Linked DNA regions of Capra hircus: region 2 is linked to region 1. Evidence: chromatin contacts called from public Hi-C data. All regions are on one chromosome and are shown on one strand. Each heading gives the region's core, a stretch centred on a gene start, on an enhancer-like site or on the middle of the called end of the contact. The rest is flanking DNA. Distances are from core to core; before and after follow the strand shown.

What was found. Hi-C and Micro-C count contacts between places; a contact is called where the count stands out from the background.
Region 2: a Hi-C map of blood shows a contact between it and region 1, with 2.3 times the contacts expected there. The contact joins two enhancer-like sites. A contact is called at or near these places in 2 of 5 Hi-C or Micro-C datasets (both in blood).

Annotation. Positions count from the first base shown.
Region 1 is chr22:10,453,028-10,457,181 of ARS1.2, forward strand. No RefSeq gene overlaps it. Among named protein-coding and RNA genes, the nearest start is that of TRANK1, 13 kb to the right of the region's middle. Within about 2 kb of position 2,889, at least 5 of the 5 cell types and tissues checked have an H3K27ac peak or open chromatin away from gene starts, as enhancers often do.
Region 2 is chr22:10,486,923-10,491,655 of ARS1.2, forward strand. It overlaps TRANK1 (TPR and ankyrin repeat-containing protein 1), which reads left to right. Exons shown (of 26, transcript XM_018067182.1): 2 at 1,426-1,557; 3 at 3,930-3,980. Among named protein-coding and RNA genes, the nearest start is that of TRANK1, 21 kb to the left of the region's middle. Within about 2 kb of position 1,874, at least 3 of the 5 cell types and tissues checked have an H3K27ac peak or open chromatin away from gene starts, as enhancers often do.

The DNA.
Region 1 (4,154 bases), core at 1,639-4,138:
GGGAAATCTACTCACACTCAAATACAGAAAATCACAGTAAAGCATGTTCCATATCGCTCATTATTTAAAATAATAAAAATGAAAATCTAACTCACAACGAGGTATCACCTCACACCACTCAGAATGGCCATCAGCAAAAAGTCTACGCAAAATCAATGTTGAGGGGACTGGAGAAAAGGAAGCCCTCCCTCCTCTGCTTGGGTGGGAAAGTAAATTGCTGACAGGCATTATGAAGGTTACATGGAAAACGAGATACAGAAACACCATAGGACCCGGGCGATCCCATTCACTGGCATATATCTAGAGAAAACCCTCATTTGAAAAGACAAGTGCACCCCAACCTTCACTGCAGCACCACTGACAGTAGCTAGGACCTGGAAGTCACCAAAGCATCCATCTACAGATGAATGGATAAAGAAGAGGTTGTACCTGTACACAATGCAATGTTACTCAGTCATAAAAAGAATGGAATATTACTACTTGCAGCAACAAGCATGGACCTAGACATCACCATCTCTTGTGAAGCAAGTCAGACACAGAAAGTCAAATATCATGTGATAGGTGGAATTAAAAAACTGATACGAACTGTATTACCTTACAAAGCAGAAACGTACTCCCAGGCTTTGAAAACCAACTTATGGTTAGCCTAATGGAAATGTGATGGGGAGAGATAAATCAAGATTTGTGATTAGCATACACATACTTCTATATATAAGTATATATCTACCTTATATATTCCTATATATAATGTAGGCAACCAACAAGGACGCAGTGTATGGCACAGGGAACTCTGCTCAACATGCTGTGATGATCTACATGAGAAAAGAATCTGAAAAAAATACACATTATGTACATATATAAGTGAATCACTTAGTTGTACATGTGAAACTAATACGGCATTTTATATCAACTATCCTGCAATAAAATAATATAAAATTAAATAAAACCTTGCTCCAGCTGAAAAAGGAAGAAAACCTCTAAAATCATTACATTTTAAAGCTCCCCCATGGTTTTTACCTGAGGCTGCAGCTCATTCATTTTCATTGCTGGGTAGTATTCCCTTAATATGTTCATCCCTTCTGCTGATGGACTGGAGAAGGAAATGGCAACCCACTCCAGTATTCTTGTCTGGGAAATGCCCGGTAGGCTACAGTCCATGGGGTTGCAAAGGAGTGGGACAGGACTCACCGAGAAAACAACAGAAACCACTAATGGATATTAGGTTGTTTTTCGTTTTTGCTATTGTGTATAATGCTGCTGTAAAACATTTTTTTACATGTCTTGGAGATGTGTAGGAGAATTTTTTTCGGGTTACTTATATAGCATTGATAAAACTTCCCACGATCATGTAACTTTCTCATTGAAGAAATAGTGTGACAACTTTTGCTTTACATATATGGAAGTTGTTATTTGGTATACACATATTTAGAATTAGTCATTCTTCTCAATGACTTGAAACTTTTGTCAGAGTGAAGTGACTCTATCTAATGCTTTTTGACCTAAATTCTGTTTTATGTGATGTTAATAAAGCTAGACTTCCTTTCTTTCATTTTTAAAGTTGTGGTAAAATATAATGTAAAAATGTAGAAGTCAGTGGCGTAAAGTACATTCACAATCCCCTCTGTATCATTTCAGAACTTTTTCATCATTCCAATCACGTCTTATAAGCATTAACCAACAACTGCTTTTCTTCCTTTCCCTTTGGTCTCTGGTAACTACTATTCTTTTTCTTTATGAATTTGAGTGTTCTAGGTATCTCACACAAGTGGAATCATACAGTTTTTGTCCTTTGGGGGCCTGGCTTATTTGGCTTGTTTTAGGAGCTTTAAACAAATTTGCTTAAGACATCATCTTCATATACATGCACTAAAAATAGCTTTAAAAACACACACACAGAGTGTAAGGCCCTGTAGGAAAGCAAAGATGAGTAAATCTCTGTCTCTAAAGTGTCTACAGGCTAGTTAGAAGGAAAACTGGAGACAAGCAGTCAGCCTCGAGGCAGGCATGGCGGATTGTGAGATGAGTGGCACGTGGTCTTCCTTCTGCTTGTCCTCAGCTGCTGTAAGAGAAATCTCTGTTTCTATTTAGAGGCCACTGAAGGTGCATCCCTGAAGCACTGAGCCAGAGTGGTTTCTGCTCATTGTTGTAGTTCAGTCGTTCAGTCAGTTGTATTCGACTCTTTGTGACGCCACGGTCTGCAGCACACCAGGCTTCCCTGTCCTTCACCATCTCCCAGAATTGCTCAGACTCACATCCACTGAGCCGATGATGCCATCCAACATCTCATCCTCTGTCGTCCCCTTCTCCTCCTCCTTTCCCAGCATCAGGGTCTTTTCCAATGAGTCAGCTCTTCACATCAGGTGGCCAAAGTATTGGAGCTTCAGCTTCAGCATCAGTCCTTCCAATGAGTATTTAGGGTTGATTGATTTCCTTTAGGATTGACTGGTTTGATCTTGCTATCCAAGGGACTCTCCAGAGTTTTCTCCACTTCAAAAGCATCAATTCTTTGGCACTCAGTCTTCTTTATGGTCCAGCTCTCTCATTCTTACGTGACTACTGGAAAAAACATAGCTTTGACTATACGGGCCTTTGTAGGGAAAGTAACACCTCTGCTTTCTAATACACTGTCTCGGTTTTGTCATAGCTTTTCTTCCAAGGACCAAGAGTCTTAATTTCATGGCTGCAATCACCGTCCGCAGTGATTCTGAAGCCCAAGAAAATAAAGTCTGTCACTGTTTCCATCTTCCCCCCAACTATTTGCCAGGACGTGATGGGACCGGTTTCTGCTGGTGGAGGTAAATCCCCAGCCCGTCCCCGGGTATAGCTGTATGCTCGGCCTCACGGTGGCGCATTTCCAAAGCAGCAAGGGCGCCGCTAGCTGGGGAGGAAGTAAAGCCCTTCCTAAGTGCGGTGGCCGTCGTTAGGGCGCTGGAAGCGCCACCTCCGTCGTCCTTACACAACCCGCACCAATGACTTTCACTTGCAGTCTTCCCAGAGCCCTCTTCTATCGTCATCCTCAAAACCCAGCAGGGTTTTCGGTCCTTTTAAAAGCTTTCGGTTTCGTTTCTGTATTGTTCTTCTTTTGCTCCTCCCTCCCCACCACCCCCGCCCCGTGAAAATCGGTTTCGCGCAGTTCAAATGCAAATTTCTTGGCAAAATCCTGCTGAATACCCCTCCTCCCCCCACCCACCACCCCAGCCAGCAGTTTCCAGGAGACCTGAGTTTCCTCGCGGATAACGTTTTATTTGCTCGTTAATTCCACAAGCATTGTGTCAGCTAAGTGCCAGGGAGCTGGGAGTACGGAACCAACAAGATAAGAAAATCCTAGATTTGGATGCTGTCTGGGGTAGATGACAAGTAAATTGTGGTAGGCGCTGTAACTGAGTACTGAGCAGGAAGTGGTGAAGAGGGGGAGGCGGGGCTGGTGGATGGTCAGCCCGGTTTACAAGGGAGGTAAGGATGGAGATGAGTCATCCAGAGACTTTACCACATGGAAGAGGGCAGCAAGGCCATTATCAGGCTGCAAAAACAGCCTGTGTAAACATTATTTCTTCATACTACCTGGAGTTCAGGAGGTCAGGGCAAACCACCCTTTGAGGCGCTCCCTGCTCCCTCCCATTGCCAACTGGATCTGGCATAGACGTTTAGTTTTATCAGTGACAATAAACGTGGTTGATCTGTCTGACCCGTATTGCTGCTTTCTCTCCATTATCAGTTGCCCCGGGTGTCCGCTCTAGCTCTGTGCGTGCGTAGTCACTCAGTCGTGTCAGACTCTTTGCGACCCCATAGACTGAAGCCCCCTAGGCTCCACTGTCCATGGATTTTTTTCAGGCAAGAATACTGGAGTGGCTTGCCACTTTCTTCTCCAGGGGAATCTTCCCAACCCAGGGACTGAATCTGAGTCTCCTGCATTGCAGGCAGGTTCTTTGCCCGCTGAGCCGCTGGGGAAGCCCCTACTCAACCGTTGTCTCAGTTACTGGGAACTGGAGGCTAGAGTTCGTTCACAGCAACTGAGAAACGGCCTGGTTCAGAGTATCGCTGTGGTCCCTGTCGGAACCCCTTTCACACCAGCTGGGCTCACTGGGAACCGGCTAGTCGGCCATGGCTGCTGTTGCCACAGATGTCTGCCCAATCTAGTCCAGGTGGTCCTGTCA
Region 2 (4,733 bases), core at 624-3,123, 33 kb after region 1:
ACCTGAAGTGTCCTCATTTTTTAAGACTTTTCCCACTGCCTTCCCTTTCCTGCTGCCATCTTGAGAAGAGAAAATTCTAAGGGACATCTCTTCTGATCCCCACTTTTCTTTTGGCCATAGCGTGTGGCATGCAGGATCTTAGTTCCCTGAACAGGGATCAAACCCATGCCTCCTGCAGGGGAAGCAGTCTTAACCACTGGACCACCAAGGAAGTCCCTGACCCCCACCTTTTCCCTGCCTCCTTGGCAGCTGCTTCTCGAGGCTCTGCGAGGCCTCTCCTGTCCACTACCTTGGTGTAGCAAACACTCCTGAAGCCCCATCAGGTGGGCAGGGCTCCAGGCCACACCAGAGAGAATCGGTAACAAGCAGCCTCTCTGGGACTAGCATTCTAATTCATTACACAGCAAATATTTAAGTACCCATTCTGTGCTAGGGCTACCAAATGAATGAAACAGGAGTCAGGAAAGAGGTAAGGGCTTCCCAGGGGACGCAGACAGGTAAGTGGGCAATAGCAATCTCAGGGACAAAATACTTCGAGGGTTTTAGGACCTTTGGAGACAGTGGAAGGACTCAACTCCTTGGACGAGTAGGCGATGCAGTACAGGGTCAAGGGCAGAAACTTGGAACTGGGGTCGGAACTGGGGGCACCCATTAGCCCATCCTTAAGCAAGTGACTTGAACTTCTTGAGCCTGAGTTTTCCTCATCTGAACAGTGAAAATGGTGCCTCCTTCTGAGCTGCTGCGATGGGTAAATGAGAGTAACGCTTGTTGCAGTTATGGGAAGAGCTGCCACTTATCTAGTGCACACCACCTGCCAGCTTCATGTCGTCTTTTTAAAAAAGATTTTGTTCATTCTTTATTTTGGCTGCCTTGGGTCTTCGTTGCTGCACTAGGCCTTCACTGCTGCGCGTGCGGGGTGGGGGCCGCTGCTCTGGTTGCGGCGCACGGGTTCCCCACTGCAAGGCCTTTTTTCGTTGCACAGCACGTGGGCTCTAGGCACTTGGGCTTCAGTAGTTGTGGTGCATGGGCTTAAGTTGCCCCACAGCTTGTGGAATCTTCCTGGACCAGGGATCGAACCCACGTCCCCTGCGTTGGCAGGCGGATTCTTAACCACTGGACCAGGGAGGTCCTTCAGATCGTGTCGTGCATGGAAGCTGCCTCCTTCCTTACAGCCTGACTGGTCATTAATACAGAATAAATGGAAACGTTCTGGCCGCTGCTCCAGAGGTCAGAAAAGAACTGAGAAAGAAACCGTCTGGGATCAGACACTCCGTCTGGTCCCTGGGTGGGGAGGGGTGTGGGCAGGGTGTGCCTTCAGCTGGTGGGAGGGGCCAGGATGAACAACCTGCCCCTTCAGACTCCGAGCGCTGCAGATGTGGAGAGGACGGAAGCCCGCGCCGCCAGCCTTCCCTCCTCTCCTCACAGGATGGACCCCACAGCTTACGCTGAGCGGCTGAAAGAGTCTGGCAACCAGGGCTTTAAGAGTGGGAACTTCTCTTTGGCCATCAGAAAGTACGATGAAGCCATCCAGATTCTCCTGCAGTTGTACCAGTGGGGGTAAGTGTTCGGATTTTCTCCCTGCCTCTTTTTCTTATGTATGGAAGGGCATGCACTCTCTTGCTTTTGTTTTTTTCTCACCTTCTATCACACCAGCTAGTTTCAGTTTCCTTTCTCCTCCCACTTTCTGTTTATCTTCTCTGCAGTGTCAGTCTCAGTGAAGCTAGAGGAATTCAGGAAACAGAAAGTGAAACGCGGGGGACTGTTGATAAACCTTGCAAAACTTCCCCTTTTGTCTGGTTCCAACAGAGTTCCTGGAATGACTGACTCTGTCTCCAAGCCTCTGGGCTTGTCATTCATTTGATCTTGTTTATCTGTGCTATCAACCCACTGGCCTGGCCACAGGGCAAGCCACCAGGAACTAAGGCTCACCTCTTCCCCTGCCCGTTCCGCTTCTAGCAGACCTGTTCCCAAACATTTCAGGATCATGGCCTGCTTACAAATTATGGAGGACCCCAGAGAGCTTTTGTTGGTGTAGTTATCAATAAAGCCTGCATTAGAACTCAAAACTGAGAAACATTTAAAATATGTATTTATTCATTATTTTAAAATGTCAGTAATAAACCCATGACATGCTGACACAAGCAGTGTTTTTATGAGGAATTACTTTTCAAAACCAAACATTTAGTGAGAAGAGTTTCACATTTTATGTATTTGCAAGTCTCTTTAATGTCTGTCTCAGTGGAAGACATCTGGCTTCTCACATCTGTTTCTGCATTGAGCCTGTTATGACATCACACTCCAGATAGCCTCTGGAAAATTCCCCATCCACATGTGAGAGGAGGATTGTGAAAAAGGCACCTGCTGTCTCGGTATTATTGTATTAGTTTCCCGTTGCTGCTGTAAGAAATGACCACCAACTTCGTGGATTAAAACAATACACATTTATGATCTTATGTTTCTGGAGGTCAGGGGTCCAAAATGAGTCTTGTGAGGCTGAAAAGCAAGGTGTTGGCAGGGCTGGTTCCTTGGGGAAAGTGAAAGTGAAGTCACTCAGTCGTATCCGACTCTGCGACCCCATGGACTGTAGCCTACCAGGCTTCTCCATCCATGGGATTTTCCAGCAAGAATATTCGAGTGGGTTGCCATTTCCTTCTCCAGGAGACCTTCCCAACCCGGGGATTGAACCCCAGTCTCCCGCATTGTAGGCAGACGCTTCACCGTCTGAGCCACCAGGAAAGCCCGGTTCCTTGGGGAGGAGCCTCCATTTCCTTGTCTCTTTCACCCTTGAGTGGCTGCCTGCGTCCTTGGCTTGGGGCCCCTTCCTGCATCCTCCTCAAAGCACATCGTTCCAGTCGCCGCTTCTGTCATCACATCTCCTTCTCCTCTGCCTGTGGCCGGCTCTCTCAGTCTCCCACTTACAAGGACATCTGTGATCGTATGCTAGTCCAGATCCTAACCTCAAGATCCTAAATTAATCCCATCTCCCAAGTTCCTTTTGCCATAAAAGAAAACATTATTTGGAAACCATTATTCAGCTAACTGCAATTGTGAAGATATTTTGACCTTGGGGACCACCTGAAGTGGTCTTGGGCACCCCCAGAGGTTACCACATGATTCTTTGGGGACAGCTGTAATCCAGGAAGCAGAGGTTGGCATTTGTAGGGTGTATGCAGCGTAAACTTGTACCTCAAAGTGGCACTGAGCCGAGTTCCTGACACATGGCTCCCACCTCCTCCCTCCTATCTCCTGTGTCTGCGCTGGATTGGAACTGACTGTAACTGACCTGGGCTTGTAGTTCTGTCATTCTGCCCCCTCGTGGTTCAGATCAGAGCTGTGTCAGAGCTGGGCCTAGAGTGCCTCATTCATCGGGGGAAACGTTGACTTCCCCTTCTGTCTTGCAAAGAAAAAGGTAGCGTCAGATTGTGGTGGTAGTACCACCACATGGTGGTGGAGTACTGACCACATGGTGAGTACTCACATCTCAACGCCACCGCTTAGCAGATGCATGACAGCTAAAGGGACTCCTGCCTGCACCCTCATGTATTGCCTTTCATGGGACCTTCCTGATACAGTTCCCGGTGCCCATCACCTGTCACCTGCCTTCCTGCTGCTGCCAGCCGACACAGGGCTTGTGGTCCACGAGCAGGTGTCCTGGGGAGAAGGGGATGGAGGGAAGCAGGATCAGGTAGGGATGGTGTCTCCACTGGAGTCAGCTCTGGACCCTGAGTTAGTTGTACTGCAGAACTGTCTCTCTTTAAGACAAGGAGGCTGACCTTTCTGATACCTGTGTCAGTCAATCACCAGCTGGTAGGTAGGCTGTCTGGCCCCCAGGAATTGTCCAAGGGAGTGGGGCGATTAGTCAGCTCAGGCTGCAATAACAAACTGCCATTGACTGGGTGGAATAAACAACAGGAATTTGTTCCTCACAGTTCTGGAGACTGGGAAGTCCAAGGTCCGGGTGGCGGCCAGTTCAGTTCCTGGTAAGTGCCCCCTTCCTGGTTTGCAGATGGCCTCATTCTCACTGTGTCCTCCTATGGTGGAGAGAACAGGAACACTCTGGTGTCTCTGCTTATAAGGGCGCTAATCCTAACATGAGGGCCCTGATCTCCTGACTTCATTTAAACCTAATCACCTTCCTGAAGGCCCCCGCTCCAAATACCGTCACTCTAGGGGTTGGGGATTCAACAAATGAATTTGGTGGAAACACAGTCCATAACGGGGGTATAACTTCCTGGGGAGAAGGCAGCTCCCATTAGGGTGAGGATAAATGGGGCTCAAGGAGACCCTAGCTGCAGCCCACACTCATTCCTGCTAGGATTGGCTGCACTGGCCAGGGTGTCTGGGCTGGACACTTGGTGTCTACTACACTGGGGTCACAGCTCCCTTGTCAGTTACCCTCTGACAGATTCACCACCTCTCCTGAGCTTCTGGGCCCTCATACTTTACGGAGAAAAACTAGATGCAGAAAGCCCTGCGGGTGGGGACATAGTAGAGGAGATTTTTACTTTGCTTTATATTTTTGTGGGTATCTGTATTACCTAACTTTTCTGTTTGTACTATTTTTACAATGAAAGTAGTTCAAAAAAAGGAAGTATAAGCCTTGCTTTTCCACTTTGTGTGTCTTGAATTAAACAGCACTTGGACTTCTGTTGACTTTTTATGGTATATTTTGTGTTTTGCTTCTTCCAATTTGGTTTCAGCAATAACCTTGCAGCAGTATGACCCCTAGACCC